Regions from separate parts of the Rattus norvegicus genome. Here region 1 is linked to region 2. A link is a contact called in public Hi-C data. All regions are on one chromosome and are shown on one strand. The core of a region is the stretch at or near the end of the contact, and the rest is flanking DNA. Distances in the headings are between cores, read along the strand shown. Region 1 holds the start of L3mbtl3 (L3MBTL histone methyl-lysine binding protein 3). Region 2 holds the start of Arhgap18 (Rho GTPase activating protein 18).

Region 1 (4,069 bases), core at 238-2,737, 440 kb before region 2:
CTTTTCCCACTGCCTCGGTCTCCCGTACTTGGACTTCTCGCGCTCGCCCGCCCGCTCGCTCGCTCGCTCGCCCGCCCGCTCGCTCACCCGGTGCGCGCCCGGCACAAAGGCCACACGGGCGGAGGGGGCCGCAGGGGCGGCGCGCCGGTGCTCGCGTCCTCCCGCCGCCGCACCGATCGTGCCCGCGGTCCCCTCCCGAAGCCGCCCCCTCCCTCCTTAGCCTCAGGCCGACCGCGCTCGGTGCCCCCGGGGAGGCTGCGGCTCCGCCGCGATTCCCCCCCAGCGCCGCCCCGGACACGCAGCCCCGCGGTGCCGCGCTTCTCCCCCCACCGCCGCCACCCCGCGCCCGGTGTCAAAAAAGCGACCAAAGTGACAAGCTCGGGGGGGCGCGGGGGAGGGGGCCCACACGCATCCCGCCGCCTGCGCGCCGGCGACCGCCCGACGCGGCCGCCTCGGCCCGCTCCCTTCCGCACGGCCCCCCACACCCTTCCCCGTGTGCGCGCAAAGGAGAAAAAAAATACAAGTCTCTCCTCCCCCCCATTTTTTCCTTTCTCTTTTCTCGCTCTTTTGTTCCTCTTTCGCACTCGCACTCACTACTTCAGAGTGAGATGCCCACAGACTCCCCCTCCAGCCGCTTCCGAGTCACTTGCCCACTTTTTTCCCCGGGATTAAGTTTTCTCCTCTTTCCCAGAGGCGCAGAGAAGTGGGGGAGAAACCCCTTCTCTCCTTCCCCTCCCCTGATCTCTTTCCCAAGACGAGGGTGCGCTTCCTTCCCTCTCTCGGTCTCAGAACTTTCATCCTCACCGAGAAAAAAAATCAATGAATGGCTCTGGCGCAGGCCGATCTGCGGATTAATTAGAGATTAGATCCGATCAAGCGCTCCTTACCCCCAAATTTTCTCTCTTTTTTTTTTCTCCGTCTCACGAGTAGTCCTGACAAATGGTCCAGGGCTGCGGGCGCAGTGCGCATGTGCGCGTAGAGTCAGGGCTGGGGAGAGGGGAAACTGCGCTGGTGCCGGTGCCGCCGCCGCCGCCGCCGCTGCCGGGGAGGCTCGCACTGCCTTCCTTCTGACTGCTGCTGCGCCTTCGCCGCTGGAAAGCCGCGATTGAGCGGCTCGGCCGAGGCGGCCGCCCTCACACAACTGCTTCAGGTGCATCTCTCCGCGATCCTTGTCGCCGCTTCCGAGCTGCTTCAAAGAACGGCCCGAACAAATGTGAAAGACCGAGAAGGTTATAGATTTCTTTGTCTGCTTTTGCACTTTACTTTTTTTCTACGGCAATTTGCAGAGCAGCGAATCCACCATGTGCTGCCTAAACGTGTGCATTCAGCCATTAAAGAGTGGGCCCTGGTCTCACACCGTTGCTACCCAGGGGCTAGATCCATGCCACAGGTCAAGAATAAAATAGGAAATAAAGTTCTACGCTTGTACGGAGTTTCATTTGCCCTTTTCGGGACTGGAAGAATGCATAATAAAGTCTGAAACTTGTGCGTCCTTTTCCGCATCCTAAATGAGATTTATATTGACAGCTCCAGCGGGTTAGGCCTCTGTTGAAAAGGATGCTGGGAGTTCTACCTCAACTTAGAAATCTCTGGTAGAGTGCCTAGGCAATAAGAGGGGACCGCCCGCTTAAGGTACTCAGGCAAGATGGCTGAGCTTCCTAAATAGCCAACTGTGCCTTTATCAACGCGTCAAATCTGGATAAAAACCATTATTGCATTTCGATATTGGCAGTTTTCTGCTTAGGGATTGCAAGCTGACTTTGGGGGAGTTTACGGATGCCCTTTTCTACAAGGTTCAGGGGAGGGGGCAGACGAAATAATTCAAAGTAATTAAACTTGTGATAAATATGTTATGCCAACAGGAGAGTTTGCTGTGAAAGGAAAAAGGCAGTAAGGCAAACCCTGCACTTCTCAAAGAGGAAAGAGAAAGCGGTGGGGAAGTCCAGGAAAGGTCCGCCCCCTGGCTGGACTGTTTGTTTTGTGTCTAATGACAGGTATGGGGCCTTTCTCTGCTATTGTTGCCTGAGGCCTAGGATTTAAAAATATATATATACCACAGATGGACATTCCATATTAAAAAGCCTTCCTCTAAAATGTAAGATTTTTCTTGATTAAATTTTTTTTCCACTTAAGGAATGTTCCTTGCACTAGTTTCAGAAAATACACTCTTAAATTCTTTCTTCGGGCTCGTGAAATGCAGAGATGCCGACCACCATCCAGTGCTGCCATTACTGTAGGGGCCAGCTCTCAAACCAAAATCAAGGCACATCTGTGCTCTGGAACACAGGCGCTAACTCTCCCTGCAGAGTTTCAAAATAAGAGTTGATAAAATAAGCTTTGTGAGTTGAGCAGTAAGCAGTTTAGAGCACAGAAGACCCAGTTACTGAGGGCTCTTGATAAGCTCAGACCACCACCTGACGACTGATTTCACTCATTCGGTTCAACCTGCTTCAAGGCTGTGCCAGGACAACTTCATGAGCCGACCGGAACTTCAGCTTTCGGCCTTTTCTTCCCAACTCTTGAATAACAAAATACGTGAAATGTCCAAAGAGACGAGAGAAAGAAAGAGAGGCCACAAGTTTTGTCTTAACCTAAGACTTTGCCCTAGGAAAAACAAAGTTAATTTCAAATTCTTCTTTCTTAAACTCCATCTTGCAGCCATTTACTAGATAATTTTAGATATTTCTATAGTGTGTGGGTGCGTGTTTTCATAGACATTAATTCAATAGAATCTTTTTTAAAATTATGTTTTTTGTGTTATTTCTGTTTGGTTTTTGATATAGGATCTTATACTGCAACCCTAGTTGGCCTGAGATTCCTAACAGTCCTTCCACGTCAGCTTCTTAAGTACTGAGATAGTAGGGATTTGCTCCCATGTCCTCCACCACTCTTTCAAGGTGCTTGAAATGAAGAGAAGACCAAAAGTAACATTATGCCAAGTAGTGAATACCATGGTTGCAAGAATAGTTGAGGAGTCCGGGATAGCAATAAGCGGATACATCAAGGATGAACACAGATCCATTATTCTAGAAGAGTCTACTAAGGACAACCAATCAGAGAAGGCCTATTAAAGCCAAGGATTTAGAGAGCATGCCTTGCATAGAAACTGCCCTGGGCAAGGGTTGGCTACCAGAAATTGCCATGGCTTGAGGTTTGATACAATGTAGCCATTGTATTTCTGCTTCAGAACTCACTATAAAAACTTCATCGCAAGGTATTGTTAAAATGTGGCCCAAGATGGAGATACTAAAGATTTTGAAGTCCTGTAAGAATAAGGACTTTAAAATCAGCTCCCAAAAAGTCAAATAAAAGAAAAATAATGTCATTTTTCCTTAAATCACAGACAGAAATGTTGTTAGATTCTAGATATCAATATTATTCTAAATATCAATTTGGTACTGTTGTCAATACACTGGACCCCTTGTCCCTCAAAGAAATAACATGCTAATAGAAACTTCTTTACTTGCCTTCAACCTTCTACCTACCGTTAACTGGCAAACGCTATATCATTCTGGCCAGTGTCACTTAACATTTTCTCTAAGCCTCCCACCCTGCCTCATCCCACAACATGTAAATACCCAGAACACTCTTCAGATAGGCCTGCTGCTCCTTGACATCGCAAACAAGAGGATTACCTCAGTTCCATGTTTTTCTCCGTATTTTTATATCAAATGTACATACCCTTCAAATACACACTCTTGGAGTCAAAGTAATGTTTACGTGGAAGACGTTTTAAACAAATTGCAGTATTCGTCCTTCAAAGACATTTTGAGCCTTCTCAAGAGCTCCCAAGTGAAGGTCCTTTAAAGCTCTGAGTTTGCATACTGTAATTGCCTCTCTCCATGAACTTCCAAGTTAGAACTGTTCACGACCTGTCCCGAACACTAAGCCTGCCCTGCCTTTTAGGACACAGGCCTGCAGTAGATGACCTCTTCCATGAGCCAGTTCCCCTCTCCTCCCAGTTTAAAGATGCCCAAGAGTAAAGTCCAATAGTTGTGTGTTCTCTCCTGCTTGCGCCACAACCACCAAAAAACCCCAAGCAGGCCCATTCAAACTCTGGGGCTTCCAT
Region 2 (3,627 bases), core at 987-3,486:
TAAAATAAATATTAAAATGCATAAGGTAATGTAGACAGGCTGGCTATTTTAGGTCGATCTCATGCATGCTGTAGCCATCTGAGAGCAGTTCACAGAAAGCCTCCAGCTTTGGTATGTATGCAGGCGACCCTGCAGGGCATGACTGAAGGGAGACCTGCCCATTGTGGGTGGTAAACTGTGACCCTGGGTTCTATAAGACATCAGGTGGAACAAGCCAGTAAGTAGTACCCCTCCAAGTCCGTATTAGCTCCTGTCTTGAGGTTCCTGCCCAGTCTAAGTTCCCTCCTCGGCTTCCCTGATTCGGATATGTAATCCAAATAAACCCTTTCCTCCCCTCATTGCTTTTTTTTTTAATGTTTCACAAGTAACACAGTGGATATATTTTGTTGTTGTTGCCTTTTTTTGTTTGTTTGTTTGTTTTGAGACAGGGTTTCTCCATGTGGCCCAGGCTGGCCTTGAACTCAGATCCAACCTACCTCCGCCTCCCAGTGCTGGGATTAAAGGTGTGTATCACTGTACTCAGCTTTTAAATAAGAATAATGTTAATATCTCTCCAGTTTTAAATAATGAAAAATACAAACCAGATGTATATGGAACGGCAAAGTCAAAAGCATCAGAAGAATTTTAGCTAGGTTAATCAAGAGTGACCACAAAGGTGACCAGGAACTTTAGTTTGTGACTGGGGATTCAGGTCTTTGGATAGCTTCCTTGCCTCGTGGATAGCTTCTCACCCACACTCACATAGACTGGTAGTTGTGGTGGCCGCAGGCAGGCCTACCTGGCCAGAGATTCCCCAAATTTAATGTTCTCAAATGGATAGCAAGTACAAGGCTAAAATCAGGGCTGGAAAGATGTCTCAGTAGTTAAAAGCACATACTGTTCTTCCAGATGACTGAATTTGGTTCCCAGCACCTTATTGGACAGCTTACAACTTCCTTATAACTCCATCTCTGAGGAATCTGATACTTTACCTAGCCTTTGGGGCACCAGAACACTTGTGGCAGACAGACTTTACAAACACGCACACAAATAATCACCCCAAACACCACCACCACCACCACCACCACCACCACCACCACCACCACCATCATCATCAAGGTGTGGTGCCAAGAACAACACTTGGGAGCAGAAATAGGAGAATCTATGGTTTGAGGCCAGCCTGGTTTACAAAGCAAGTTCCAGGTCAGCCAGGGCTACACCGTGAGACCTCATCTAATTTTATATTATATATAATTATATGTAATATATGAAACATATAAAACATAATTATATATGTATTCCTTATATATACCAAGCAGAATGTTTCAATTGAGATTGTTATATATATCAAAGAGCAGGAATTTTTGTTTTTAATTTTTTAGAAGCTAAAAAGAACCCAGGAAATGATTTTTAAAAACTGACTTTTGAAACTGACTAAACAAACTGCTTTTTCAATTGACTAAACAAGGCGGAATCTAGGTGGACATCCCCTGACACGAACTTATTTTGGTCAAGATGTTTCACCTGTGGCTATTCTCTTTCTAATAATATTGTGTGTGTGCATGCGTGTGCACATGTGTGTGTGTGTGTGTGTCTGTGTGTGTCACAAGCTGGAGTGCTCCTGGGCACTCCACCCCAACGCCCCCACAGCCAATGGAAAGTAATAGGCTCTCAGCAAATGTTGGAACTTCTTTTATTCCCACCATTGCCTTTTAACAGACAAGTCACTAGGTAGACATTTTGAAATTTATTTTTCCTAAATAGTGTTTGATAAAACAACAGGTATGTTTAACATTGCAGGGCGTGCAATAACAATATTTTTATTGCGGAAAGCAGAGCCTTTCTGGTGGGCCGAATGGCACTGTGACCTTTGATGGGCTCCTTGGTTTGTCTATGGTGAATGTTGAGTTCCTGAAGGGGTTAAGGAATGCGTTACTTGAGTGAAGCAGCAGAAATTATCAGATGGTAACACAAATGGGGAAGGGGGAAAGGTTCTGTCCTGATCCACGCTTTACTTGCTCTCTAGGCCTGTACTTGCATTGTTGAGCCTGGGGGCAGGGACTGTGCCATACACCCAGGCCCCCCATAACTGCTGTTGCGGCTGCAGCCGGGGACTGCCGGGTTTAAACAAAGCTGTGAGTCACACACAGCCTGTAACTGCAGGGCCAGGAAGCCCAGCTGGAGAGGCCACGCCCCTCTCTCTCCCTGTGAATCGCTGGCCGGGACAGGGGAGGGGCTGGCCCTTGCTAATGAACAAGTTGGCCAGGCGAGACAGGAACTTCATTCCCCTCTGTGTCAGGATTCCAGAAATTATGCCCCTTCTCTCACCATGAACTGGCTCTCGAGTTCCTCGGGAGTTGTGCTAACTGCTTACCACCCCAGCGGCAAGGACCAGGTCGCTGGGGACAGCCATGCAAAGGGAGGCGACGAAGCCACCTCCAGGTAAGGAAAGAAACAACAACAACAAAAAAAACCCCAACCTGCCCCGGGAACAAAGTGACGGGGAAGTTGTCAGGAGGGAAGAGAATCACCTCCGTACTTGAAGCCTGACCTAATGCTGCAGCATAGGCGATTGCCTTGTTCTTTCCATCTCATTCACCCGAGTGCAAGAGAGCCCTTCTGGTCACCAGTTGGGGGTCAGGGGTGGTGGTGGGGGGGTGGGATGTGGCTCTGTGGCTCTCCGACCTGTAGCTTAGCAGGTGCATGTGCAAATCCTGGCCGATCAAATGGCTGGGTCGGAAACACTCTCTGTGAGATGGAATTCTTGAATGGGCTCAGAACTCCGCGGGAACTGTCAGCCGGGAAAGTCTGCCAAAAAGCCGGGAGGCTGGTCATTCTGCTTGCTGTTTTCAGAGTGGCACCCTCCGCCCCTCGCTGAAAGCAGACCGCTTGGGCAAAATGCCCAAGACAGTGGCCTGTGACTGCTGTTCACATTCTTCAGTGTATGTAGATTACTCCCCCAGCCCAACGCACCCCTCCCTGCGCTCTTGGGATTTCAAAAGGGAGTTTTTGTCAGCAGGCAGTAAGTGTTCTGCTGGTAGAGGGAGCGTGGTTAATGTTAAATCACTTTATAGGCAGACAGGGCAAACGTTCTATAGACCATTGAGTCGCAGAGTCCTCTTTGCCTCTCTGTGTACTTTGTTCTGTTTTTCAAGGTTGGTTTTTTTCCCCTGCCTCTTCCTTTCTCTCCTTAATGACCTTCTCCCAAGCTGAAACTTGTAATCTCCAGTCTTAGATATAAATTGCAAATATTGGCCTGGAAGATTGCAAAAAAAAGAAAAAAAAGTTAGCAGTAAGTCCAATTCCATCTTGATATTAAAAGTAATAGTGAAAATTTCGTTGTTCCTGGGTGACTTAAGGCCTGTGCCTTATACTGAAAGAATGTCTTCTTTCATTGGCTTTCCAAATCCCTAGATGGGGGTGGGGTGGGGGGAGGATGGGAAAAATCTAAGGAAAGGCTGTAATATTCTGGGTTAGACCTTGGCTAAGAACTTTGCTTCTCACATGTTGCCCATTGTATTGAAGCCACTGGATGAATTCATTTCCAAAGTTCAAAGGGAGTGGCTGCTTTGGGGCTCCACGTGTAACCGTTTTGTTTTGTTTGCGATTTATCAAGTGTTTCCATGCATGCTTCTTCGGGACAGTGAA

What was found. A called contact is a pair of places that touch in the nucleus more often than the background predicts.
Region 1: a contact with region 2 is called in a Hi-C map of mammary epithelial cells, with 3 times the contacts expected there. The contact joins the promoter of L3mbtl3 here to the promoter of Arhgap18 in region 2. A contact is called at or near these places in 3 of 12 Hi-C or Micro-C datasets (the A7r5 cell line, hepatocytes and mammary epithelial cells).

The regions. Positions count from the first base shown.
Region 1 is chr1:20,805,097-20,809,165 of GRCr8, reverse strand. It overlaps L3mbtl3 (L3MBTL histone methyl-lysine binding protein 3), which reads right to left and starts at 1,487. Exons shown (of 21, transcript XM_063276409.1): 1 at 888-1,487. All of the region lies in intron 1 of Rbs10l2 (ribosomal protein S10 like 2), which reads right to left.
Region 2 is chr1:20,369,905-20,373,531 of GRCr8, reverse strand. It overlaps Arhgap18 (Rho GTPase activating protein 18), which reads left to right and starts at 2,236. Exons shown (of 15, transcript NM_001170575.1): 1 at 2,236-2,421. The coding sequence starts at 2,309.